7 separate regions of the Mus musculus genome follow, and all the other regions are linked to region 2. The links are chromatin contacts, called in public Hi-C and promoter capture Hi-C maps. All regions are on one chromosome and are shown on one strand. The core of a region is the stretch at or near the end of the contact, and the rest is flanking DNA. Distances in the headings are between cores, read along the strand shown. Region 1 holds the start of Chpf (chondroitin polymerizing factor). Region 2 holds the start of Bard1 (BRCA1 associated RING domain 1). Region 3 holds the start of Lancl1 (LanC (bacterial lantibiotic synthetase component C)-like 1). Region 4 holds the start of Arpc2 (actin related protein 2/3 complex, subunit 2). Region 5 holds the start of Acadl (acyl-Coenzyme A dehydrogenase, long-chain). Region 6 holds the start of Rpe (ribulose-5-phosphate-3-epimerase). Region 7 holds the start of Kansl1l (KAT8 regulatory NSL complex subunit 1-like).

Region 1 (3,870 bases), core at 607-3,106, 4.4 Mb after region 2:
GGCCTCTCTTCGCCCAGTGCCACCACCGCCATGCCTGAAGGTGTCCGGCGGCCCCTCGCACCGGTCAGGAACACTACATGCTCCAGTCGGTGTCCCAGAGTTCGGTTTACAGCCACACCCAGTGTAGGCAACGTGGCTTGTGAGGTCAGCACTGCCACCAGAAGCTTCTGCCTGATGCCCAGCTCCGTGCTGATATACCGAGTTCTGGGAAAAGACAGTTAGGAACAAGATAGCACACAGCTTCACTTGTTAGTTCTCCTCTGGACCTGTTTGGCACCCACGAACGGGAGGATAAGACTGTCTCTCCCACGAGACATGATTTAAGTGATATACTGGTCTCACAGAAAGTGTTGCATCTAGGAGACAGCACTTCCAAGGCAGATGCAGGTAAGAGATACACTAGATCTACTTCCAGATTTCACAACCTAGTGGCTGTGTCCCTGAACATGTTACTTAATCGGTGCCATCTGTAAAATGGGACAGATTGCACTTAAACAGTAACATGCTTGGCACACTGTTGCAGATGCTCCCTGCAACATGAATATGCTGTCAGCCCCGCCCCCCCAATATGTCCTATAAATGATGTGTAGAAGCATACGGCATAGTGGTGTAGAGAATGTCTTTTGGAGAGGGGCAAACTAAGGCAGTGACTCACCTTCCTAAGGTAGAAGGTAAGTTGTACAACTGGAATTCACTGTTACTTAGAAGAAATTACTTCAATGCGTGGGCAGAGACATCAATGTGATGAGTACATTCCTCCCTCTCCCATCTCATCCCAAGGTGGCCCTTGAAACCCATCTAGGAATGAAATACAGGTAAATTCCAGTTCCCTCCTTTTTCTTTCCCCCTCTTTATACACTTATCCTCTTTAACACTCATTTTTCTAATCCTAAACAGACCAGTGGGGGGCTAAGAGGGTCTTTGGAGTATAATTGGGTGGAGTCGGTTTAGCTCAGCTCAGATCCGGACGGGATCCAGAAAAAGCTTCAAACTGGCCCTCTGTCTCCCTGCAAGCAGGGTCATAGGAAGTAATCGAGGCCCAAGGACTTCCTGGCCGGCCGGCCCCTTCCTTCCGGAGCCTGACCCGGCCTCTGGCGGCCTCCCTAGCGCGCGCATCCTGGCTGGTGCCTGCGGGGGGGGGGGGGGGGGTGTTAGGGCGGACGGAGTGGATCAGTACCTGACGGCCTTCTTGGTGGCCTGGCCTGGCTGCGCGGGATGGTAGGGCAAGACACGAGGCTCCCAGCTCTCACCGGTGCCTGCGCCGGCCCCGGGCCTCTCGCGCTCGGATCCGGGCTGCACCGAGTTGGGCCGGCGCGCCGCGTTGGTGTTGCCGCGCGGCGGCAGCTCAGAGTCTCCGGGTTGGGGCGGCCCGGGTCCGCAAGGCTCCTCCACCCAGGTGACGCTGAGCAGGCTCAGGGTGAAGCCCAGAGAGATGCCCACGGCCACGGGCCCCGCGGGCCGCAGCACGGACAGCAGCAGCGACGCCCGCATGGCGTCCCGACAGCGGGTCCCCGGCCCCCGCGTAGCCCGAGGCGGCTCCGAGGGGGCGGGACCGAAGAGGGGGCGGATCCGGAGGGCCCAGGCCCAGCAGGCGGGCCCGCTCCCTCCCCGCCGAGCAGAGGTAGGAGCTCAAGCCCGGAATCCCCGGGCGGGTCGGCCGCCCTTAGAGCAGCACTGCGCGCCCGGGCCTCCAAGGCGGCCGCTGTCCGACGTGTCACCGACAGGGCCCCGCCCCCGAGGTGGGGTCTAGCCGTCAGCTAGCGGAGAGGGACGAAGGGGAGGAGGTTAAAGGGGAAGGACCCCCGGAAGTGCCCCCTCCTCAGCGCCGGAGAGGCAGACGCCGGGGGCGGAGTCCCCTGTCTCCCCCCTGCGTGGTTGGTGCGTCCCGGATGACGTCAGAAGCAGCCCGCCCCTGCCAGGATGGTGCACCCTGAGTGACGTCAGGAGCAGAGGCCGGAGCTGTCCATCAGCACCAAAGGCCGCCAGCGGGCTCAGGGCATGGGGCCGCGGCTCCGGGACAGCCCGAGCTCCTGCTCCTTTCCCTTCCCCGAGCCGGGCGCGAGTCTGTGGAGCTGCAGTGCCAGCCGGTGTCGGAGGTGGGGCGACGACGCCGTCGCACAGAGACCCGTCTCTCCGGCCCAGCAGCCCCCTTCGCACGGCAGACTTTGCCCGGACCCCAGTCAGTCAGAGCCTCTGGTGTCCTACAACCCCGGCTCCTCCGGCCCCTGCACACCCTCCTTTGCTCGGAAGCTCCGGTCACCTCCGGCCCAGGTAGATCTTGGACAATTCCAAATTGAGCCTCCCACAGATGGTGCTCAGGCTGCCTCTTTTTGCCAGCGGCACCCTCCCTCTCCTCGTCTAGCCCCATCTAGTCCCTCTTTTAAGTCCATCCCAGCCGCCTCTAGCCAGGCACTTGTTTCCCTTTGTCTCTGCTCCCCGTTCCAGAGATGCTTCTAGAGCTGCCTGATGTGGGCAACCATTCCTTTGTCCACTGTGCCCTTGCTGAATTCCCCCACTCGCACTGTTATTGTAGTGGAGACCCACAACTGACTCTTGACCCCAATTTCCTCCCTGTCAGGTTGTCCTGGGAGGGTGACCCCCTTCCATTCCCGGCGCTATGCCGGGTACTATGGAAACTCTGCGGTTTCAGCTGCTGCCCCCGGAGCCGGATGACACCTTCTGGGGTGCACCTTGTGAACAGCCTCTGGAGCGCAGGTATCAGGCACTGCCGGCCCTCGTCTGCATCATGTGCTGTTTGTTTGGAGTCGTCTACTGCTTCTTTGGTGAGATCCCCCTCGTTCCTCACCTGTGGCCTTCTACTGTTTCCCTAAAGTTCCTTTTTCTGGTGTCTCGAGAATCATTTCCACCCCATCCCACCCCCACCCCCACCCCACCCTCATGGCGGTATCATTCTCTTGCTGATCACAAGTATATTTGTAGATCATTGACTCTAGATTCTACAGAGAGCAGGTTTTGAATTAGGCTCTTTGAGTTTGAACCGGGCTCTGTATGTTAGTCACTGTGATGTAATGGGCATGTTAACCTGGGTCTCAGCTTTTTCACTTGGACAAAGACAACAGTGTTTGTCTCATATAGACAAGAATTAGTAGGTGGTCAAAGAATAATGACTATCGTAGCGAAGATATGTTTGGATCACTTAGGATAAGCAGACTAAAATAAAATAATAAAAACTCTTAGCATGGTTCCTTACCACAGGGCATATTGCATGGTGGGGGCGAGACCTGGAATATTCACACTTGTGATACATATCAGAGTGGGCTGGATGGTAGTCATACAAATGGAGATCGCCTACAAGGCAGATTCCCATAAGAATGGTTACTGTGAAGAGTTGTATGGGGGAGGGCGTGGTATGCCTGTAATCCCAGCATCCAGGAAGCCAAAGCAAGGGAAGGGAGGCTCAAGGCCAGCATGGATTACATAGTTCAGTGAGGTTGGGTGGGTGAGCACTAACTGCCGCTCAGTCGAACAGGTGTGTGGGGGTCCATTTGACAACTCTCAAGGTCTTGGACCAAGGCTGGCTTCTCTACAAAACAGTATGCCTTTTTCTCATTTTCACAAAGGTGACCTATGGGCTAGTGTCAGCTTTGAGTAAATAAACGCCCAGTGGATTCTTCAGGAAGTTACAGAACTTCACAGTGGAGAGAGCCTTCTATGAGTAGGGACCCAAAGGCAGCCTTCAAGATTATATGTATCAGAACCAGTTTGGGCAGAGAGGCTGGGGTGGTTTGCCAGAAGTGTGTTAGAATAGTTGGGAATATAGGGTGTGGAATATGGGATCAGATGGTCTTTCTCTTACATTTTGCAGAGTGGGCAGGGAAAATGTCCCCCACAAGGATTTAGGATATGTAT
Region 2 (3,921 bases), core at 117-2,616:
GGTTGGGTCTCAACCTTCCCTGATGCTACAACCCCTTCAATATAGTTCCAAACGTTGTGGTGACCCTAAACCATACCATTCTTTTCTTTGCTACTTCATAACTGTAATTTTGCTACTAAGCTGGGTCTCCGTTCCTAAGACCTAAATGTGTGTCCCAGTGGTCGCGACCCACAGATTGAGATCCAACATGTGCGTCATCACTGGCCTGCTACTGCAACTAGAAGTTGAGTTTCCGATGTATGTCTACACCCAGGATGATCCGTATGCTTTAGGAAAACACAAGCAGAACTCAGAACGTGTTCATGTTAACAGAATCGCCACTCTCCTAAGAAATACAATGCCATTCTTTCAAATACTAAGAGTTTGTAAAAAAAAAAAAAAAAAAAAAAAAAAAAGAATAATTTAACGTAAGTGCAAAGTTTGTTGCCAGTTAACTTTAAAAAAAAAAAAAAAAGTTGCAGTTAACACTGTATTTGTAGTAAAGACTGAAGGCTTAACATTCGCTACTGCCAAAGAGAAAAAAGGGGAAAGAAGTATATTTCTTGGTAGTATTCGATAAACAGCCTCAGGTAAGAAAGTACCACTTAGGAGTGCATTTCAGACTGAATAAAATCCAAGAGAGGGCATGTTGGAGGATCAGTGGTACAGGGCCATAATCTAACTAAGTTAAAATTGCGATGCTCAACAAACTGCCATCGCCAAACTACCGGTCACCAGGTCCCTAGCCTCCCATTCCCCACGCCGAGCCTGCTACTAGAGAAAGGACCAAAAGGTCAGCCTCACAGGGGCTGTTGTGCCCCGCACGCAACCACGGGACCACGCTCCCAGAGGACCGAACTCCAGGACCCCAGCAGCACTAGCTCGGCTCAGCTCCGAGCGTCACCTTCGGGGAGTGACCAACGAGCTGCGCTTTGAGCCACGCCCCGAAGGCAGTTCTCCCGCGAAAATTCGAAAAGTGCCGTTTGAGTCATCTTCGTTGCAGGTGGCTGGGAAGCCACTCAGAAAACTCAGGAGTGGGACACGGAGGGACAGACGACACTAGGTCGCCAGGCCGGTCCTTACCAGCGGGAGCAGCGCAGCAGCTTCTCCAGGCGGGCAAGCGCCGCGCGGCTGTGGGCCCAAAGCCCGTCGGTAGCCGGCTCCATGGCGGGCACGGGAGCAGGCTGGTTCCCAGAGCAGACCCTCGGCGGCCGGCGTGGCATTCCCACAGAGGAGGGGAGGTCAGGTTTGCTCTAGCGCCGCACCCCGCTGGTCACCGCCGGATCCTGCTGCGTGCGGAGTCTCTGAATTGGTCGGACGCCTCCGGCTCGGAGGCTGAAACGCGGTAAAACTCAGAGATGGAAGGACCCGGCTTTAGGCCACGCCCTCAAGGCCTGAGGGCGGGGCTTTAGTAATGCGGTCCAAGTTCCGGAAATGGAGAGGCGAGGCTTGAGAGGCCACGCCCTCAGGAGGTGTAGGGCGGACCGCGGAAACCAAAGTGCCAAGGCGCGGGGTTGAGGAGGCGTGGGGAGAAGTCACCTAGGCCTGTGGCCCTAGGAGGCGGGGTATAGCGCGCTCAAACTTCCTGAGCGGGAAACTGAGCGGCGGGGCCTCAGGCCACGCCTTCAAAGAGGCGGGGCTCCCCATGGGTTTCATTCCCACCCCCTCTCAGTTTACTGAAACTGTGCTTACCTAGAAGTTGGATTCTAACCCTCCCATAGCCTCAGGAGCTTGCCGCTGAAGCCATCTACAAAGAGTGGCATTCAAGCTACTGTTGAACTTGGACAAGCTTTTCCCATGACAATAAAAGTACTACCCTTTATATAAGAAAGTTCTCTTTTTCTCCTTGCTGTAGGATATAAGAATCCGCTAAATACTAAGTTTCAATTTCACTTTTTAACTAGCTGTAAATATCCGACCAAGGGCATCTCTTAGAAGTTCTGGTGTGCTTTTAAAATATGATAAACTGCATAAAACGTTTTTGTTTGCTAGAGGGTCTACCCTCCCCGGGGATTTTTTTTTTTTTTTTTTTTTTGAAACGGCGTCTGTTTGCCAACCTAGCTTAAACTGTGAAGCTAAGGGTGACCTTGAACTTCTCAGTTTGCGATCCTCCACCTCTGCGCGATAGGGGATTACAGATATGCACCACCACGCCCAGCTTACATGGTGCTGAACTGAGTTTAGAGCCTCCTTTATGCTAGAAGTATTCTACCAGCCAAATCCATAGACCCTCCTGCGGATCTGAATATTAACACTGGGCAAGCACAGCCCGCCCTCTCCACAGCTTCCAACCTATGAACACATTCTTGCATATCCCCTTTTATTTCTCTGTCTCTGCTTAACCGCCCCAGCTGCCTCTGTTTACCTTAAAGTTGTTCCTTCTTACTGGAATCCACACATCTGCCTAGATTGCCTCCCATCCTTAGGCCTCACTAAAGATATACAAGACATTACCAAACACAAAATTAGTCTTGGCACTACCCTGATTAAACTCTAAAGGTGGAAAGGCCTGGAAGGTCCTTTAATCCCAGCACTAGAGGCATGGAAATGGGGGGAGGGGGGGGGAAGAGCAGGTGGATCTCTGAGTTCAAAGCCAGCCTAGTCAACAGAGTTCTGAGACAGTCAAGACAAACCCTATCTCAAATAAATAAACAAACAAACAAACAAATAAAACTCTAAAGCTATTTCTTTGATGAGATATGAGGCCTATGCCAACCTGGGAAAGCATGCCATTATTCTCCCGTGGAGCTTTTCTTCATCAAAAGCCTAGGTCCAGCTGCCTCTGGGCTTTTACACAAAGATTCACTTTGGAACCTGGAATTTTCCTCTTAGGCAGTACTCCTTCAGATCTCAGCTCAAACATCAATGCTTGAAAGGTTTTCCTGATCCTGAATGTAGAGTCTCTCAGGTACTTTTAACCTCACAGTTCATAGCATGCACATTTATATGAGCATTTATAGAACCAGGGTGGACATGTAATATAAAGCTCTAAATAGAGCTGAGAGTTTGAGTTCTTGGACTCTTATATATCGCAAGTGCTTCACTTAATTATCTGACTCAAGCCTCCTATGAATACTACAACTTGAGGCTAAATTCAGTGTGGGACTGAACCAATGTGTCTGCCCCTGAAAGAACCTAGTGGGGAAACCCCCACTCAATTTTTGTTCAGCGCGCACCCAAGAATCAAGAAAAGACGACCATCTTGATGTAAAAGCATGAGGTAGTTTAATGACGGAGCTCCGGGCCAACACATATCTCCCGCAGGAGACAGAGGTGTCGACCACATGGTGGAGTCATAATGGCAGAGCTCCGGTTCAAAACGTATCTCACTCAGGAGACAGTGGTTTCGACCCCGACACTTGGAAGCTAGGGGTTTTTATAGAAAAGGGATGGGGCTGGGGGAGGAATTGGCTCGGTTTCACATGATTGGTCCATTTAAACACCAACAGACTGTCAGAAGGGTGGGAGATAGGGAGGCACTAGGACAGTCAGGACATATGACGACGGGCCTACCCGGGCATGTCCTGGCCTATTCTGCTATGTTCTCAGCCCCAGGTTTCAAAGCTCACAAACAACTCTTTGGGCTATTTGACATAAATTACATGAATCACATGTCTCAAGTTTTATTTCCTTTCACCCCAAGTTCATGAATGGAAGCTCTAGCCCCTAATGAGACAGCATTTGGAGGCAGGGACTTATGAAAGCACTTAGGTTTATATGAGATTTTGAGGATGGAACTGATGAACCAGCCTGCCTCCATCTTAGGCTTGAAAGCCATCATCTTACAGTAAAAACAAACCAAGTTCATTCCTGATTATGATTAATATTCCATTTCTCAAGGATTGGGCTATGCCCAACCTGCAACCTTACTTACAAATGGTTCTGTACTGGCTGTTCCAGGAATCAGGAATCATGTTTTTGTTTCAAAAAGTTATAACCACC
Region 3 (3,622 bases), core at 235-2,734, 4.1 Mb before region 2:
CCTTCAGATCTGCTGAGGTAGGCAGAACACAGGCCCTCATGATGACAAGAAGGACCCTGGGGCTCCAATTACACAAAGCTTTGTCCCAGGAGGCCATACACTTTGATACCCTTCCACACTGCACCTCCACTGTCCCTCCCTGCTACTGCATGACCAACTAAGGTGTTTTCAGGGGTGAGCTGACACCACATAAGCCAGACATATTTGTGAACTCTTCACAGCTACCTAAAAACACTTTTCTTTTTTCTTTTTTTCTTTTTTTCTTTCTTTCTTTCTTTCTTTCTTTCTTTCTTTCTTTCTTTCTTTCTTTCTTTCTTTCTTTCTTTTTTTTGCACAGTCATAGCATTTCAAAGAAACAAGTTGATAAAATGTATGGCCACTGGCATACACTTTTACGCCCAGTGCTGGGGAGGCTGAGGCAGGAGGATAGTGATTTCAAGGTCAGCCTGGGCTACACAGTGAGTGCACACTTTTTAGTTTCTCTCTCAGGGCTCAAAAACCAGGTTTCTATTCCAATAATAATAATCCTACTCCCCAGAAGGCATGAGAAAACAGGTCCCTGGTGCCACACCTCCAGGCTCTCCTCTCTAAGTGCCTGGTGGTGGGCAAACCAGTGTAAGTACAAATGGTTTTTCTAATCGTTGGCTCACCGCTCTCAGCTTTATAGGCTTCGAAAAATGGTAAAATCACAAATGATTTTGGGCCTGTTGGATACATTTCTGTCAGCACCATGCCTTTAACGTGGTCCTCTCCACGCTCTAGTTTGCACTCATGACTCTGTCCTAACTTGCGCACACTCACTAATGAAAAACATGGCACCTATGAAGACAACTTGGCTCCTCATCTCCCTTAATGCCACTTAGGGAGTGAACTTGGAAGACAATTTTTATAACTGACATCACTGTTAGTGATGTTGACAATGGGTTTTATTCTCTATCCAATATGTTAGGACGCAGTGTATCCCAACTTAGATACTTATGTAAGTCTGATCTAATCACACATCTTTGGCGGGGGACAGATGGGCGTCCCCATCATCTAGGCAGAAGTGATGTCCTTCGGAGCCCTGGAGCTGGGGGAGAGAGGGTAGGTAGGCAAGCCTCAACTCACCCTCCCAGTAGAATCAAAGTAGTTTTCGGCCAGCGACTTGTTATAATCGGCATAAGGATTCGGAAAGGCCCTCTGAGCCATGACGCCGCAAGCGAACCTGCAGAACAGGGGAAAGAGAGATCTCAAGGGGGGCTGGGACCTGGGGTTGGGACGCGACTGAAGGCCCTTTGACAGCCCCTTCCCTCCGAGCGGTCCCCGGCTGGCAGCCGCTCCGCAAGCGCGCGGGACAGCGGCCGCTGCTCGGAGCCCCGCGGGAGGAAGGGAGCCCGTTGTTCACCCACGTCCCACGCCCACGAGTGGGGAGCACACGGAGATGATGGAACCCGCACGCCTCTCCAGCGGCTCCGCAAACCGCGCAGCGGCGACAATAACAGATGCGGCGCGTTTACCGCCCACTTCCTGTAGGCCTGGCCAATCAACGGGCACGAGAAGGCAGAGGCCCGCCTCCCACCTTCAAGTTCTTAAAGACACAACGCACTTTCTGATGCTTTCCCGGTGGGCAGCGGTGGTGGGGCTCCAGGTTTCCGACACTCGTTTATAAACACCTTGTTAAAGAAAGTTCAGTTCTAGATTCCAGGAGTTCGAAGTCCCCTTTCCCTGCAAAGGGAAAGGACCGTTTTCAAGTCTACACACCGAAGTCTTAACTACAAACTGAAATTACACACTGAAGTCTTAACTGACAAAATGAAATTGGTGTGTGTAGGGGGTGGGGGTAGGGGGTGTGTTTGCCTTTACATCTTCTAATTACGTTTCTAAAAGGAGGGAAAAAGAGACACAGAAATGACAGTGACGGAAACAACAAACCCAACCACCACCACCTGGCTGGCCACGTGGGTTTGGTGGTGGTGGTGGTTCAAGACTTTAATTTCAGCATTTGGAAGACCAGGCAGAGGGAGGCAGATCTCTGAGTTCAATGTCAGCTTAGTCTACAGAGTAAGTTCCAGGACAGCCAGAGTTTTATTGAGAAACCAGAAACCCTGTTTCAAAGAACAAACAAACCCCACCAGACTCTGTGAGCTCCAACACACTACCATTACAAAAAACAGAATATGCTAACTACTTTGGGGACATTTTTTACTTCAAGGTGCTCAGGAGGGTGTGGGCAAGGCACCAAATGATAAAAACATCAGGGAAACTATGCAAAAACTCAAAAGAACCCTTAGGAAATTTAGTCCGCTCAGTAGCCTAAATTAGACTCTGATACTACATATTGAACCCTTAAAAAAAAAAAAAAAAAAGGACAAAGATTGGAGAGCCATTTCAGTGTTTACAGTCTTCTTGTTTGAAAATTTTATGTTGGAAATTAAATCCTACCCGGGATGCATTGGGACCTCTCTGTTCAAAGAATATAGGGGGTCTAGTTCACATCTGTCAAGGGCAGGAGAGATGCCTAGGGGCTGAGAGCTCCTGCTGCTCTCCAGGAGGTCCAGAGTTTGATTCCCAGCACCCTTGAGCTGCTTACAATCAGCATAATTCCAGCTGATTCAATGCTGTCTTCTGGTGTCCATAAACACCCCGACCCCAAACACACACACACACACACACACACACACACACACACACACACACACACACACACACAGGAGGGAAAGAGGGAAGGAGGGAGAGGGGAGGGGAGAAGAGAAGGAGAGAGACAGAATGAATAAAATAAAAATCATAAAATGTCAGTTCGTTTCACCTTTCTCTTGATTAAGGGGCACATACTTCAGACACCCACTCCTGGCCTCCTGCTCCCCCTGAACCCCCTCTTCATCATGTTGACCCCAGTTCTCTCCTGAGAAGTTGCTTTAGACTAACATAAAAGTTCTGGGGTTTTTTTGTTTGTTTGTTTGTTTTTGTTTTTTTATAATAACATTTGTTCTCCCAGAAAATTCATTAGTTCCGTTCTCACAGCATATTCATGCAGAGTTAGTAGAGGTCTTTAGTGACTATGAAGCTGAAAACATGGAGGTGTGGAGGAGCATCTCAGAAGAGACGAAAGGAAAGGAGTGAGAGGCATTTTATAATAATTGTATTATTGTAATCATATTATGTTATTATTGCAAGCCCAGTGTCATGATGTCCCCTCACAGGCTTTCCATGAGCAATTGAAGTTCCTGTGATACCTAAATACACTAACGATGTATGGAAGGAACGACTCGGGGGAGCATAGTGGAACACTCACCTTAACCAGACAATGATGCTTGACCAGATGACTGTGGACAGGAAGATGGAGGATGGGGCAGGAGGGCAGGGGTAGGGGTAGGGGGGAGCACAGGATGGAGGAAGTCTGGAAGTTTGAAAGCAGCATGCTGGTGGCTGAAAAACCTGAGAAGGATGTGCCATGTGGACAGTATAATGAGATGCTGAGCTCCTATTGGGAACAGAGGCACAAGTGTAGGCAAGTCAGAGGCGTCTGTGGTGTCCTCTATCTGTCTTGTTCCAGACACAGTGTCTCAGTGAGCCTGGACATTGCTGTTTTTCTCCGTGGCTGGAGTAAGCTAAGTCCCAGTGATTCTCCTGTCTCTGTCCTCCT
Region 4 (3,688 bases), core at 1,067-3,566, 3.1 Mb after region 2:
TTGAAAGACATATCTGAAAACATGTCAAATACACACACACACACACACACACACACATACATATATTCAAATTGTATAATTAAAATATTTGTTTGTTTGTTGTTACTGATTTGGGGGCAGGTTTCTCACACAGCAGCCCAAGCTGTCCTGAGCTTACTTCTTAGCCCAGGGTAGACTCAAACTCACCATGATCCTCCTGGTCAGCTTCTGAAGACTGAGGCATAGGCACCATGTCCTGCTTTAAAGACTTTTATTCCTTCTAAACAATTGTGCTGTGGAATGGGATGTTTGGGGTAAGGTGATACAGGCAATGTTTGTAGGTGTTCTGACCAAATCGGGTCCATATTTGCTCATTTCGCAGTATATCAGTCATTGAATGGCCTTATTTGCTAAAATCTGTTCCTTGGGCAACCCAGTGTGGAGTCCAGAAGAGGGATCTCAGGGATATTTATGGAATAAGGAAGGAAGTAGTCTAAGGATTGGGCTAAGGTGACTCAAGCAAGAAAAAGCAAGTAAGAACCGGTAGGCTGTGCTTTCCAAAGCAAACTTTACTTCTCTTCAGATTGTGCATGCTCAGAAAAGGGCAGCACAAATACCTTCTAAGGGTGGAGTCTTGTCCCTCTGTAGGTGACAGGTCAGCTGTCAGAAACCTGCCTAAACCTGAGGGGCCTATGGCCTCAGTGTGAGAAAGACGATGCTGTTGTCAACTTCTTGAAAAAAAAATAATAACTCAGGCAAAGATTAGACACGTCGTAGGTGTCATCTTTAGCAAAGCTAGTGGGACTCTATTGCTTAGCATACACATTTGTGCTTTGGGGTTTGAGAGATGGCTCAGCAGGTAAAGTACTTGCTAGGCAAGGCTGATGACCTGACTTTCATCCCAGGATTCCACAGTGGAAGAAGATAACCAATGTCCAAAAGCTGTCCTCCAGCCTCCACTCAACAACCACGATGCACATGTACTCTCCCTATAATAATAAATCTTAGAATTCCATATTTGTTCATTTGCTTTGAGACAAGAGACAAGGTCTCACCATGCAGTTCTGGCTTGCTTGGAACTTGCTGTGTAGAACAGACTGGCCTGGAACACACAGAAATCTGCCTGTCTCCACCTCCCGAGTGCTAGGATTAAAAGTATGCCTCACCACAAGCAGCAAAAAAGATTTTTTTAGAGACAACTGAAATGAAGTAAGAAAGGCATATTGGTGTGAACTGAGAATCCCAGAACTTGGAGACACCAATACATGTTCAAGGCTAGCCAGAGCTACAGAGCAAGTCCCTCTTTCAAAAATCTGGACAAACAGGGCCAGGGCGTGGCTCAGCAAGTTGTGCCTGTTGTTAAGCCCGATGACCTGAGTTCAATTCTCAGGATCCATGTGTTGGAGAGAGAAGGGAACTGACTACCAAAAGGTGTCCTCTGATCAATATCAAACAAAATTTTTTTTTTTATTGCATGGAGAAGAGGCTTAATTAAAATTGTTCCTGGAAGAGAAAAAAGTGGAAACATGGTACCCAAGCTGAAAGGACAGGTGGCGGTGGCGGCACTTAAGCAAAGAAATAAAGGTATGACAGGAATCCCTAAGGCCCATCTGGATTCCTTTCCTTTATTGCCCAATAACAACGTGGAATTTATTGCGTTTTTGTTGTTGTTGGTTTTTTGTTTTTGTTTTTTTTTTTTTTTTGGTTTTGGTTTTTCGAGACAGGGTTTCTCTGTATAGCCCTGGCTGTCCTGGAACTCACTTTGTAGACCAGGCTTGCCTCTGCCTCCTGAGTGCTGGGATTAAAGGCGTGCGCCACCACGCCGGGCTTTTATTGCGTTTCTTTTAGCAGACCATAAGCTTTAGAAGGTCAAGTCCTCATCTATTGCATTAATCACTGTATCCCTGGGAAGGAGAGATGGCCACTAAACAGTCGCTGGCGAAGAATAGGCACAACGGTGCTGCAGGGTAGCCCTAAGCACGGAATGAGCAAAAAGCACCCACAAGTTGGAAGCAAGGGATCCCCCCCACCCCAAACAAGCTTCTTAAGGGGGCTTCTGAAATAATATCGGAAGGGTGGAATCAGGCTTCTGGAATATTCGCGAAAGGGGCAGGTGGATTGTACGGACAACGGGGAATGACAGGTGAGCGTAGGACTCTCCTGGTCAGGAGGAGCGGGGCGGCGTGTGGCGCATGCGCACGCATGCCCTCTGCCTGCCTCCTCACCGGGACGCGCTTGCGGGCGAGTGCACGCGCGAGGTCGAAGCGGAAATGGCGCCGCGGGGCCGCGCGTGCGGGCGGCGAGCGGAAGTGGGTGTGAGAGCGGAAGTGGCCGGCTGGAGCCGGGGGCTGGGCGGGGACCGGGATCGTCAAGTAAGGCGGCGGCGGAGGCGGCGGCGGCTCGGCAGGCGGGTTGAAGCTTCGGGGGCCAGGTCGGTCGGGTGGTGGCTGCCTGCTACAGGCAGCGCGTGCCGGGCCAGCGCGTGTGTCCGCCTCTCCCCACCCCGCTCCCCGTCCCCTTCTCCCCTCACCTACCGCACCCAGCCCCCCTCGTCAGGGGCAGCGGGGCCGCTCCCTCCGTCCTACCCTCGATTGCCCACCCTCACCGCCCTTGTTTCTCCTTCCCCTGCCCGGGGCAGCCGCCGCCATGATCCTGCTGGAGGTGAACAACCGCATCATCGAGGAGACGCTCGCGCTCAAGTTCGAGAACGCGGCCGCCGGGTAAGCGCACGCCGGGAGGAGGCCGAGTTGACCCCAGCTAAATCCCGGGTGGCGTCCAGCTCCCCAGCCCTAGAGGGGGACAAATCGGGAACCTGGCGCGGCTTCAGGGTTTCCCTGGCAGGATGGACGTGGGAAGCCACGGGGCGCGGTGAGCCGAGGGCCTGAGATGCGTGGGGAGAGGCTGAGATAGGGATGCGGAAGCAGCGAGAGGACAGGGGCAAGGCGTGCCAGAGAACAGGAGACCTGTAGGACGTGAGGGCAGCCGAGGCCAGAAGTCACGCCCGAGAGCCTACGGTCCTCAGGGGGGAAGAGAGGGGTGCACTTCCCTCTGTCTTTTCCGTCATTGTACCGAACCCAGAGAGACCCTTTTGGGGAAGCTGGATTGAATGGAGTTTTCAGGAATTCCCAGGGCGAGGTGGGAAGAACGTGTAGGCCCAGATCGCCACCAGCATTCTGCTTCCCCACCCCCATCTCTCGAGACCCCAGGAAAAGCAGGAGGCAAGACTGAAAGCAGACCCAGGCTGCTAGGGGGGTAAAAAAAATCTCTAACCTACTGTGAAACTAGCCATTTTGTTATATATCCTTTAGGCAAAGCCAACGGTTCTCCATCCACACTCTCTTTAGCTCTCGAGACAAGCTTGCTCTATTTACTTATTGGTTGTGTGTCTTAAATTCTTATCAAAGACCCCGGTCTTTGATTTCTTCTGTAGTAATGCCGACTGGGTTAATAGCTGCTTCTGCTCCCAGAATCTATAAAGTTCTTAAGATAACCATTTATAACATCAGCATCTTAATATATGGGACGTATTTCCAGCCCTCTCTGTCATACACAAAAAAGCAAACTCCTCCCTTAAAGCCGCGTTGCCTCTCTAATATATTTAAAACCTGAGCAGAGGAATTGGGTTTTAGGTTCTAATTTATGGTGGCCTGTGGCCATTCCTTTGCCTCATTTCCTCATTGGTAAAGGTGGGGCTTCACATTTTGGTTTC
Region 5 (3,973 bases), core at 417-2,916, 4.2 Mb before region 2:
TAACTACAGAAAAAAGAAATGCATAAATAAACACTTTCCTGCTATCATTTACTTGGCAGTTAAGTTTGGTGAAACATCAATTTTCAGTTTGGAGACACCTGTACTGAACAAATCAATAGCCTTCAGGCTAGTGTCCGTTGTTTTCTCTGTCTTTTAAGTCAGGGTCTCACTAAGCAGCTCCAAGGAAGCTTCAAATTCATCATGATCCCCTGGCCTCTGCCTCCAGTGTGTGTGGAGGGGGAATTACAGGCCTGGGCCACCGCTTTAAAGCCTCATTTACATAAAAAAAAGTCAGACTAAATGAAATGACCCATTGGCACACTCAGGCCCTGGCAGCTGGATGTAAACGTTCTTGGGCTCAGCCTAGGCCTCGCTCCATAAATGCTGACTCAGACTGCCTTTCAACTGGATCGTTGGCCATTATACTCATAACCCTTTAAGAAACCCGTGACGATAAAACTATAGCTCCTGGCTCACTGACCATTCTCCAATAATCCTCTGTAAGGCAGAGCTTCTTCCCACACTTGAATCAAAATAAGATCATTTGGGGGGTTCTCTAATTAAAAAAATACAGAAATATTATTAACATAAAAAGAAATAAGAAAAGCTAGAACAATAGGAACACACCCTTTCGCAGCATCCAGCAATGAGTCAGCTGGCCTGTCCTTTGCCACCGATGCAGGTGTCTCTGTTCATCTTCAGGGTGCTCTAATTTTAAGAGCGTCAGAACATCACTTCCTCCGGAGAATAGAAAAGCATTCCTATCTTAAAGTCCTCGGAACTTTCCCAAGTCTCCTCCGGATGGATAAGCTTTACCACAGCACTGTATTGTACTTCGCAACAATGTGCTAATTAGCTCATTTAAATGTCCTGCCACCATAATTAACAAAGCTTTACACTTCCAGTCTGCTTTATCCAAGGAATGGATTTTTAGACAGGTAAAACTTGATCTCAGTATAAACACCCCCAAAAGTCTCTAAAGCTCTTGGGAGCTGCCCATTAATCCCTCTACATTTAATTAGTTTAAGGATTTAGTAATAAGTGTACAACTAATTTATCAGATGGGGCCTACGCCTGGACGCCTGAGTCGGGATGATTGAAGTTGCTCTGGTCTTCCGGTCCCCGCCTCCGCACACCAAGTCCCAAGTTCACTGTCAGGTGGCAGTCCCCAGTCTCCGTTCCAACTGGGCTAAAGGTCGCACTACTCGGTGGCAGAGCGCCCAGGGGGTGATCGCTCCCGCTAAAGCTGGGACAACACTTTCAAAGTCAGTTCACGGGACACTGTAGGACGTGGGGCGGGGCCCAGGCCTGGAGCGAGCATTAGGGGTTGCCTTGCCTTTTGGGGCGCGGCGGACCGTGGTGGGGACACCCCGAGTTCTCCACGCCACAGCGGGCAGCCCCGGGTTCCGGAGAGAAGGCCCGGTCCCTTCCTCCGGCCGCGTCGCCCCGGCTTGACCGTAGCGCGTCACACCCCATCCCCAGAGCTCCGCCGCCCCGGCTGCCGGTACCCCAGGCTGTACCCGCACTCACCGGGCGGAGGGCAGCGGGCGTGGCGCCGAGCGGGCGCTCAGGACGCGCAGGGAGCGGAGGAGCAGGCGCGCAGCCATGGCGGGATGGACGGCGGCGGACGGGACTGGCGGGCTCCGCGGCGGGGGCAGGCGGACAGAGGGGCGGCCGGACGGCGGGACGGTGGGGCGGGCCTCGGGGACAGCCAACTGCGGGCCGCAGGGCGGTGCCGCCAGCTCGGGCGGGGTCTGCGCCAGGCTCTGCGCGACGCCCCGTGCGCCCTCCCCTCCCGGCTGCAGGGCTGAGCGAGGGTTCCCTGGAGAGTCGTCCCACCCCCGCACTGAAAGGTGCATGGAGTTAATTTTCTAACTTCGGAAAGCTCTCTGAATGTCGATAAATGTATGAGTACTCACTGTAAAGGATTGTGCTGATTTGGTTTGGGTTTTTTGTTTGTTTTGGTTTTGTTTTTTTCCTTGCAAACGTTTGTAGCTACTCTTTGAAAATAAATAAGTAAGTATATTTGATAACGGAATAACAATTGGTTCAATTCTCCAATAGTACTTGAACTCGCATATGGTTGTTTCCTTTTTTTGTTGTTGTTTTGGTTCAATTCAAGGACATGTATTATTTGGGTTTATGGATTTGATGATTTGTAATGGGAAATGCCTGACAGGTTTTGAACTCTAAAGAATGTGTACATTACATCGATTTCTAAGGAGGCAAGGGGGCCTTTCTAATAACAACAGTTACGGAATCTGAAATAGTGAAAGTGAAAGACATTTTGTGTTAGCAATCAACTACTGACAGCCCACTGAGTAGGACATACAGAAATGTTTCAAAGAAAAGCTTTAGGGTTTCACGGCACCAACAATCTGGAAAACATAGTCTTTTTTTATTTAAAAAAATAATTTTAGATTACATTTCATTCATGTGTGTCGTCTGTCTGTCGTGCACTCATGTGGAGTCCAGAAGTTCCTATCAGATGTCTTCATCAATTGCCCTCCAGGTTTCTCACTGAACCTGGAGTTTATAGATTTGGCTAGCCGGTTTGGTAGTGATCTACCTGTCTTTCTGCTTCCCTAGGGCTATGTTTACAAATGCTCAGAAGAGTCGTTTATTTTCTAGGAGTAACTTGATCTGGTTGGGGGTGGGGCTGTTTGTTTTGTCTTTTTTTTTTTTTCCCCGGGTTTCCTAGTGGCAGAATTAATGCAAATGGTGTGTGTCCTTGCTCTGTTGCATTCTTGCTAAGGCTAACTGGAGGCACGTTTGTTTAAGATCCTGTTCATCTGGTTTATCATGAAGTTATTGTTTCCTTTTATAAAATAAAAACAAACAAGTAGTGTGTGTGTGTGTGTGTGTGTGTGTGTGTGTGTGTGTGTGTGTACACTTATTCCTGGGGATCGGACTCAGGCCTTACACATACATATAAGAAACAAGCTTGTAAGTGTAGGATCAGCTGTATTCTAATGATATGAAAGGTTGAACAATAACCAGGATTTCACAAACCCCTTTGAGCCATATTTCTCTTGTAGGAGTATTACACATATTGCTTGAGAGTTCTACAGGCATGCCTTTTTAGAGGGTATGAGGCAGGGTTTCTTTGTATTGCGCAGACAACTGTCCCAAACTTCTGCACATTTAAACAATCCTCCTGCCTTAGTATCTGAGTAAGTAGGGCTTCTGACATTTGCCACGATGACGAAGGAAGGGCATGCTTTTAGTTATTGAAATGTCAATGGCAGCCTAAACTTGAGCATTAAAAGAAAATTAGGAAAAAGATGTGATGGGGAAATCAGGAAAGCTCTCCAGATGGAAGAAAGGAATCGATGGGCAAAGGAACCTGTCTAACTGGAAAGTTTATGTTGGAAAGTAGGAAATCCAGGCCAAGAGGGAGATAATCTCTGGGCAAGACCTTAGCAGAGAGTATAGTGCAAATTTATGTCTGCAACTTCCTGGATTTGAAGTTCTCAGTTTGGAGATTTAGTGGATCAGTTCTTGCAAAGGGCCAGGCTCACAGGTCTGCAGTGGTCACTGGCAGGCAATGATTGGCATTTTTAAATGAGTACTAAGTATCTAACCAGGTAGTTTACATTTGGTGTGATAGGAAGTGAAGAGTGCTTATGGTTGAGGAGGGCAAAAATACATATTCATTCGTTCTTTCATTCCATAAAGACTGAGTTTCTTCTAACCATAAACATTTGACCTTGTAGACAATAAAATACATGCTTTCAAAAGGGGCCATCGAACAGCTATGAAAATAGGAGTAGCAAGGGCTGGAGAGATGGCTCAGTGATTAAGAGCACTGACTGCTCTTCCAGAGGTTTGGGGTTCAATTTCTAGCATTCACATAGTGACTAACACCTTCTGTAATTCCACTTGGAAAGATTCTGAGGTCTTTCACAGGCACTAAACATACTACTAGTTACACAAACATACAGGCATATAATTACTATTTTTAATGAAAAGG
Region 6 (3,618 bases), core at 916-3,415, 4.4 Mb before region 2:
GTGACCTCACACTACCAATCCATGGCCTTGTGTCTCAGCAGTGAGTAAACTAGCCCACTTCCTCATTTATTTTTGTGGGTCTCAACTGCAGCATTTTAGAAGCAAACTTTGATCTGACACTCAGGAGAATAAACACAAATAGAGGGCAGAATGTATTTGGAAAAGTTTATGATAAATTTACTTATATTATTTAAAGATCATTTAGGATCATAAATCTACGTACCTCCATGATATTTTTAATAGTCACTGTGACCATGGGATTAAAGTCCTTTATTAGCCATTTTGTAGGTGAAGACAAAGGATTGACTACACAGCCAACTTCCTTCAGATGACTATAAAGTCTGTTATGAATACTGAATGACCAAAGAGCATGGAAAATGCATCTGAATAAATACTGAGATGTTTATGAAAGATATTTATGAAAGCTAATGATTTCTGTGTTTGAATATGCACATATAATAAAATAAATCTAAGATCATTTAATGTGCTCTAATTTCACTTCTTTCCATTGGGAATGGGATAGCTCATTCAGGATCATTTTTCAAGACCTGGTCTGTGCCTTCCTTCATCTCTTGTTCTTCAGACTTCCACTCTAAAGTGGAAGCCTAAAGCCATTTTTAGCTTAAAGTCACTAATGGGTAAACACCCCCAGTCCCTCTACCGCCATATTTGATACCTACCTACTTCTGTTTCTCATCTTCTATCTTTCAAAATAAAGCAAAATGTAGATATGGAAGACAGCAAGCCAAATTGACTTCACTGCCCGGATTATGACCCGGAATGCTGGTATATCCCCAAGTCAGAATATTAAAGACTATTGTCTTCTAACTGTGTCCCCTGCAGAAACCATGGCATCTAAATTACCAGCATGCTTTTAATAAAACTATGAGAGCCCTATCCTTGTTCTTTAGGAATTGCTCTTGTTCTATCCACGTGTATCTTCATGTACCTTTTCATTTTTTCCTGGCCCAGACTCTGGATACGTTTGACATTACGCCACTTATCCATTTCAAGAATTATGGCTGGATAGCAACTCTATCAGACTGGCTATGAAAGACCCACAACGTGAGGACTCCCCCACGTTCTGACTCAGGAGAGGCGACACCCCAAATCACACAAGAAACGGTCTTACTGCAAACTTATTCAAGAGGGCTCTCGGGCCCACGGTCATACACCACGCAGGGGTAGAGGTCTGTGGCACACCGATTAGCTGGGTAAGGAGGTATTTAAAGGAAGAAACCACAACTCAAGGAAGTGGGGAGGGCTTTGTTGGAAAATACCAAAGATACCAGTTAAGAGTCCCAAGGAAGTGCAAAGTCACAAGAGTCACAAGGAATACCTGGTAATTGTTCCAGTTATCTCTCAAGACAGTTTCTAAGAGCCCCTAACAATAGCACATTTGCATAGCAATGGTCAGGGTGACTTTCTTTGAATGAACACTCTTTGAACCCAGGAAGCGGGTGGGTGGAGGAATGTCGCTATCTGTTTTATGATTAGCATCATTAAGTCACAGAGGTCACATTCCCATGCCTGGGCCTAAAGGCCTAGAATTTTGTTTTTACGTTATACTTTCAGCTACTGCAAAAATTCCTACACTGAGTACTCAGCAGTCACCAGTTATCAGCAGCTTGACTAAGGAACATCTCAGAAGAGAGGACTGTAAGAGACAGAGGGTGGGGGAAGTTCAACGGAATGCTGCAATTAATGATTGCATAAGCAACTGTGGCTCCCTGCACAAAACCTACAGACACGTGAGGTGAAGTTATTTAAGTAGGAGAGGAGTTAATTGGGAAGAAGGGGTCAGGAGGAGTGGCTGGGGTAAGAAAGGGTAATGGGGTTGAATATGATCACAATATATGCTATACGTGTATGAAACAGAGAAAAAAATAAAAACAAATTTCCTACATTGTAGGTGGTAGTCTAGCTGATCAACCCGTAGAACTTCTTACATTGTACTCAATAAACTATTTTCCCTTTCAAAAGGAAAAGAAGCCAGAAGATCCTTGGAAATCCAAGACAGAAGGCAGAAGCTCTGCACCTGGCTCCGCCCCTAGCCAGCCAGCTGACGCCCCCCCCCCAGGAGGAGGCGGGACTTCCTCGCCGCAGGGCAGCTGCTTCCGGCAGAGTCCGGAAGAGAGTGCGAGGTGGGAGGGGGCGGAGCCAGTGCGGCGCGCCCAATCGGGACGGAGTCTTGGCTGGCCCGGGCTCTCGTGGGCTCACTCGCTCTAGGGAACCGGCACCATGGCGTCGGGCTGCAAGATCGGCCCGTCCATCCTCAACAGCGACCTGGCCAACCTGGGGGCCGAGTGCCTGCGCATGCTGGACTCGGGGGCCGACTACCTGCACCTGGATGTAATGGACGGGTAACTCCGCGGGGCTCGGGGCGGGCTGGCCGCGCGGGTCGGCGTCGCTGCACCTCAGCGAGCGCCTGTTGGGTGCACGGCGCCCCTGTGCGACGACGGGCTGCCTGGCCAAGCGCGCTGCCGAGGGCACCGAGCCGGCCCTGGCTGACTTTGGGGCCCGGTCCTTTCCCCGCCACCCCGTAACCTGTGGTGATAGGACCCGGGAGCCACCTCCAGTGTTCAGGATCTTCCTCTGGTGAACTCGTAGAGAAACTGAGGCCCAACGGGACAGGCGCGACTTGCTCGATCGAACTCAGATAACTAACTAGTTCTCGACAAAGCCGGCAGACAGCCTCAGCTTGACACCTGGATGGGCTTCCGGAGTTCGACCACTTGCCGACTTGTCTTAGGCAAGCCGCTTCAGCCTTGATTGGGACTCGGGTTCAGTGTGAGGAAAATGGAAGGATTATTGATCATAGAACGCTTCCGCGTCTTGGGGAACTTGAAACGAGCAAGTCCAGTGCCTGGCGTGTAACAGATTCTCTGCAGTTGTTAGTTGTATCGAATAACCCATTCGAATTCTGATTTTCCTGTCTATTTTCTCTTCAGGCACCCTGCTCTTCAGGGAGGTCAGTTTTTTTGTAAGTAATTTTTAAGCACTGTAGTTATAATGCTCAGAATCAGGGTACAAGTTTCCTAAGTTGGTTCTAAAGTGAGGAAACAAACCTAGACCCAAAGGAGGCTGGAGGACTTGCTCAAGATTACAGAAGATTGTGACAGACTTGGAACTTGAATCTTCTTGGCTTTTTGACTAGCATTTCCCACCGAAAGTTTACATAAAATTATAAAAGACCTTGGGAGTGAGATAGAAAAATAAATTTATTTCAAATAAGCAAAATCTGTTTGCCCTCAGTCACATTGGCAAATATGTGTTATTTACATCAGTTTCGTTTCTTGTTGGAGGTTTTGCTGTTCTTTCTGGTTTTTTTGAGACAAGGTCTGTATAAATCTTAACTGGCCTCAAACTCAAAATCTTGCCTCAGCTTCCCAAATGCTGGGATTATGGGCACGGGTCCCCACACTCAGTTACACTAATTCTTTTTAACATCACTGCTGTTTTGTCCATAGCAGTTTTGTTTCTTTTGGCTCTCCGTGGTTAAATCTCATTTTTCTTAACACTTACTTGAAAGCCCTTGACCGGCTGGAATGTGTACCCCAGAGATGGTGTTGATTTCGATGCCTGAGAAAATGTAGGGGTCCTAGCATGGCACAGACT
Region 7 (3,743 bases), core at 1,122-3,621, 4.3 Mb before region 2:
TCCTGACGGCTCACCGGTTTAAAAAAAAAAGTTTAAATATTTGCAGCCAATCGGCAAGTCTTTACTAGACATCCACTATTTGCTATACTCATGTGAATATGAAGTTTTCTCTCAAATACCTAACAGTAAGTTAGGAAATGCACCAGATACCACATACAGGTCAGTGTGGGAGTGGGAGTGGACAACAAGGTTTTCCCCATATAGCCAATCCTGGGTGATGAACTAGGCTATGGCAGGAGACACATTTATACCTCTATGAGTAAATTAATACATGCTCAAAATTGGGGTGTCACAAGAGCATAAAAACTTTAAAAACCGGCTCAGACTCCTATAAATCTAATGGGGAAAGGGGAGTATACTATTTCAAAGACTTGTGTAATAATTTACACAAAATATTAGAAAAACCCCAAACATCTGCCAATAGGAAAAACTAAAAATATACTCAAATGATGAAAATGTTAAGCAGTTATTAAAATCGTTTTTCAGAGAATATTTAATATTTCTACTTTTAAATTAACTGAAAACGCATGCTCTCCAGTTTTAGGGAAAATTATACATAGATAAGAAGTGATAGCAGACCTTGACAGTGATCTTTCAAACCGTGAAGAGAAACTTAAAGTTACAGCAGTTAGGCACACGTTCCTAGGTCAGCTCTAAAGGGGACCTGGATTACACAGCAAGTCCGGAGGCCAGCCTGGTTACATGGCCAGAAACAACACAAAAAGTGCAACAGATCTGGCGAAAATCAAATATCTTACTTCACGGCTTATTCTTAAAATTCCAAAAATATGCTAGCTTTGTTAAAAACTGACGTTATGTTACACCACCACATTACGTGGTGATTTATGCTCACTAACACAAGGCACGTGATCTTCATTACACTCTTTTAAGGCAGGAACTGTATTACGAAACGGTTTTCCAGAGGAAACAGATGTATCAGCAAGGCTGTGACTTGCCCAAGGAAACGGCTAGTTAGCTCTCTGGAAACCGCAGAAATCAACCCCCGGCATTACTAAACAGTCTGCGTTCCACACCTGCGCTTTTCCCCCTCCACTGTCGAATTATTTTTAGAACTACTTCTACCCTCAAATCCTGCCTGTTTTGCCAGCTGTGCTCAGGAACAGTTTCGGGGAAGTTATGTTGCTATCAAACTTGCCCTATCCAATCAGGATTTAAAAACCTTTCTACAAACACAAAGTTAAACTATTAAAGGCGGCGGCGGCGGCCAATCTTTCTTAGTCTCTCCGGCACATTCTGCGTCCAAGCTGGGGGAATCAAAGCCAGAAGGTGACTCCCACAACTCCAGTCTCCCGGGAACCCGCGATGGGAACAGCGAGGACAGGGAACCGCCACCGCGCCTTCTGCGGGGGTACCGAGGACGCCCACGCAGCGCCCGCTCCTCGCAAGGCAGATCCCAACAGCTCCTTCCCCGATTTGGGACCACACAACACCGTCCTGCATTTATTTCTCCTTACCAAACGCTGTTTCTTTTTTTAAAGCTAGCCCTCTCCCCTCTTGGGCACAAGCAGCAACACCAACTCGGACCGGTTACCTTTCAATAAACCACAACACTCCCTTCCACCCCAAACAATTCTAAAGGCCAAATCCATAACGGCCCCAAATAAGAAGAAATTAATGTCGCCGCTGGCCAGCCAAGCTCAGCGTTACGGAAAGCTTCCCACAGAGCGCCCCACACCCCCAGGACAGGCGCCGCTGCTCCAGCCTTGCGGGGGGCGGGGGGGGGGGGAGGGAGAGGGCGTGCCCAAGAAAAACCACGTGTTCCGCCTTCTGCGCACGCGCCAGCCAAAACAAAAGGGAGGCCTGCCAAGCCCCGCCCCATCCCCACGTGACTCGAATCCAGGCCCGCCCCCTGCCCCGCCCTCCCCTCCCCGCCGTGTCTGCCAAGGCTGTTAGGTTTAGCCGTTTAAATTTGGCTGCGGTCCGACCCCTGCCCCAAAGCACGGTCTTGTGCCGGGGCCCGCAGTCCAACGGCAAGCAGGGTTCGGGGTGCAAAGGGGGCTGCCCGGCGGACGCCGAGCCCGCGAGTCCACCCGGCGGTCTTCTCCGCTCTTTCCCGCCCCGCGCCGCCGCCGTCCCCCGCCGAGGAGACCCACCCCCCTCAGCCCGCCGCTGCGACGCCGGCCACTCGCCTGCTGGGGCGCCCTGGCTGCCCTCCGCCGCCGCACCTTCGGTCCGGCCGTGGTGGGGGCCGCCGAGGCGATCTCTAGCTGTCCGCCCGCCTCCCCCCACCCGGGGCGCCGCCGACTCGTCTCCAGAGCGCGCCCCGCTCCCGCCCCGGCTGACGCCGCCGCCGCGGTTTAACAGTCCGCCCGCTGCCCGCAGCTCCGGGCGCTCGGGGGACGGAACCCTACGGCGGAGGGAGGGGAGTGGGGGAGGGCGGGGCCCGGCGCCGGCCAATGGCAGCGGGGGAGGGGCGCGCCATGCAAATGAGACGGGCGGCGGGGAAACCCCGGCGGGGGCGGGGCCCGCGGAAGCCGCTGGGAGCGTTCTGAAAGCAGCCTGAGCGCGGTGGCCGAACTCTGCCGGCTCCCAGTGCGTTCCGCGCCGCCGTTGTCCCGCGCTCTCTCCACCCCGGTGCCAGCCCGCAAAAGTCACCCCGCCGGCCGTGCTGCGGGGCGCTGCGGTTTCTTTAGGTCTGTTACAGGAAAATAAGACCTGGAAACTCCGGGCGGGCAGGGCCGTCCTGGCCAGGCCGAGGGTTAAGCAGCCCTCAACGCTCCAACCTTTTGCTTCTATGGGTCCCAGAGGCTCGATCCCGAGTCATGCTCTGTCGGACCTCTGAGGACCTTAAAATAGGTGGCAGACCTGCCATGGATACATTTGAGTTAGCTTATGATTAAGGAGCTCTGCAGTTAACTCTGAGGTAGCGCAGACCAGCGGGATTTTAATGGAAACAGTTGGCTAGAGACAGAAACATCTCTGCGAGCGAGTCTTGCACCTGGCCCAGCTCGCAGCTCGCAGCTCACCACCGTTAAACGCACCCGGGCATTTCCCCAGGCTTGAACTTGATGCTTGAGAAAAAAACGATAGCCTAAATATAGCTCCTTAGATAATAGATTAGACGCTTTGCTAAGCAGATTTTCACTAGAATGCTGTAGGAAGTGAAAAGGCACTAGAATTTTTAGATCGATATATCACTTCTACCTTATTTATTTGGAAGGGCTTACAGGCAGGAGTGTATAGAATTGAAGTCATAAAGAAGCAATACTTAAGACATTACCAGAGTTGGAAAATTAACTGTTCTTTCTTTTTCTAGTACATGAATAAATAGCTGAAATAATTTTTATGATAAACTGCCTACAGTAGGGAAAATGGTTATAAAAATTACTCAGAACAATAATTGCTCAATATGGGTCAAGGATGGGCAGTCCAGAAAATAGATTTGCCTTCATTCAATTAAAAATCATGGACTAACAGTGTGTTGGAGGAAAAAGTAAACACTGGATATTTGTCATATTTAAAGGGATGGGTAAAACACTTAAAGAATGTGGTAGGGTCTGGAGTGATGGTACAAACCTTTAATCCCAGGCACAGGTGGGCCAGCCTAGTCTAGTGGTTAGGTCCAGGATAATCATAGCGACATACTGAGACTGTGTCTAAACCCAAAACAAAACTGCACAGTGGATGTATAGCCGTTTGAGAAGTCAACGGTGATCAAGCAGTTCTAAGATCCTGTATTCACCTGGGCATTCATTTTAAAGGCTTCACAAAAAAAAAAAAAA

The links. Promoter capture Hi-C pulls out the DNA fragments that hold promoters and counts their contacts. A called contact is a pair of places that touch in the nucleus more often than the background predicts.
Region 1: a promoter capture Hi-C map of pre-B cells shows a contact between it and region 2, with 3 times the contacts expected there. The contact joins the promoter of Chpf here to the promoter of Bard1 in region 2. A contact is called at or near these places in 1 of 39 promoter capture datasets (pre-B cells) and 1 of 484 Hi-C or Micro-C datasets (CD4 T cells).
Region 3: a contact with region 2 is called in a Hi-C map of CD8 T cells, with 4 times the contacts expected there. The contact joins the promoter of Lancl1 here to the promoter of Bard1 in region 2. A contact is called at or near these places in 1 of 39 promoter capture datasets (pre-B cells) and 1 of 484 Hi-C or Micro-C datasets (CD8 T cells).
Region 4: a promoter capture Hi-C map of pre-B cells shows a contact between it and region 2, with 1.8 times the contacts expected there. The contact joins the promoter of Arpc2 here to the promoter of Bard1 in region 2. A contact is called at or near these places in 1 of 39 promoter capture datasets (pre-B cells) and 1 of 484 Hi-C or Micro-C datasets (the G1E-ER4 cell line).
Region 5: a contact with region 2 is called in a promoter capture Hi-C map of pre-B cells. The contact joins the promoter of Acadl here to the promoter of Bard1 in region 2.
Region 6: a Hi-C map of erythroblasts shows a contact between it and region 2, with 17 times the contacts expected there. The contact joins the promoter of Rpe here to the promoter of Bard1 in region 2. A contact is called at or near these places in 2 of 484 Hi-C or Micro-C datasets (CD4 T cells and erythroblasts).
Region 7: a Hi-C map of CD8 T cells shows a contact between it and region 2, with 11 times the contacts expected there. The contact joins the promoter of Kansl1l here to the promoter of Bard1 in region 2. A contact is called at or near these places in 3 of 39 promoter capture datasets (the C10 cell line and pre-B cells) and 4 of 484 Hi-C or Micro-C datasets (CD4 T cells, CD8 T cells and natural killer cells).

Annotation. Positions count from the first base shown.
Region 1 is chr1:75,477,615-75,481,484 of GRCm38.p6, forward strand. It overlaps Chpf (chondroitin polymerizing factor), which reads right to left and starts at 1,857. Exons shown (of 4, transcript NM_001001566.3): 1 at 1,178-1,857; 2 at 1-204. The coding sequence starts at 1,491. It overlaps Tmem198 (transmembrane protein 198), which reads left to right and starts at 1,918. Exons shown (of 5, transcript NM_177056.4): 1 at 1,918-2,271; 2 at 2,579-2,783. The coding sequence starts at 2,618.
Region 2 is chr1:71,101,606-71,105,526 of GRCm38.p6, forward strand. Bard1 (BRCA1 associated RING domain 1) reads right to left here and starts at 1,367. Exons shown (of 11, transcript NM_007525.3): 1 at 1,063-1,367. The coding sequence starts at 1,202.
Region 3 is chr1:67,037,388-67,041,009 of GRCm38.p6, forward strand. It overlaps Lancl1 (LanC (bacterial lantibiotic synthetase component C)-like 1), which reads right to left and starts at 1,485. Exons shown (of 9, transcript NM_001190985.1): 1 at 1,108-1,485. The coding sequence starts at 1,188.
Region 4 is chr1:74,234,201-74,237,888 of GRCm38.p6, forward strand. It overlaps Arpc2 (actin related protein 2/3 complex, subunit 2), which reads left to right and starts at 2,317. Exons shown (of 10, transcript NM_029711.2): 1 at 2,317-2,699. The coding sequence starts at 2,626.
Region 5 is chr1:66,861,643-66,865,615 of GRCm38.p6, forward strand. It overlaps Acadl (acyl-Coenzyme A dehydrogenase, long-chain), which reads right to left and starts at 1,667. Exons shown (of 11, transcript NM_007381.4): 1 at 1,531-1,667. The coding sequence starts at 1,607.
Region 6 is chr1:66,698,666-66,702,283 of GRCm38.p6, forward strand. Rpe (ribulose-5-phosphate-3-epimerase) reads left to right here and starts at 2,166. Exons shown (of 6, transcript NM_025683.3): 1 at 2,166-2,363. The coding sequence starts at 2,242. It overlaps Unc80 (unc-80, NALCN activator), which reads left to right. Exons shown (of 65, transcript NM_001368824.1): 65 at 1-485.
Region 7 is chr1:66,815,224-66,818,966 of GRCm38.p6, forward strand. It overlaps Kansl1l (KAT8 regulatory NSL complex subunit 1-like), which reads right to left and starts at 2,372. Exons shown (of 15, transcript NM_001122738.1): 1 at 2,151-2,372.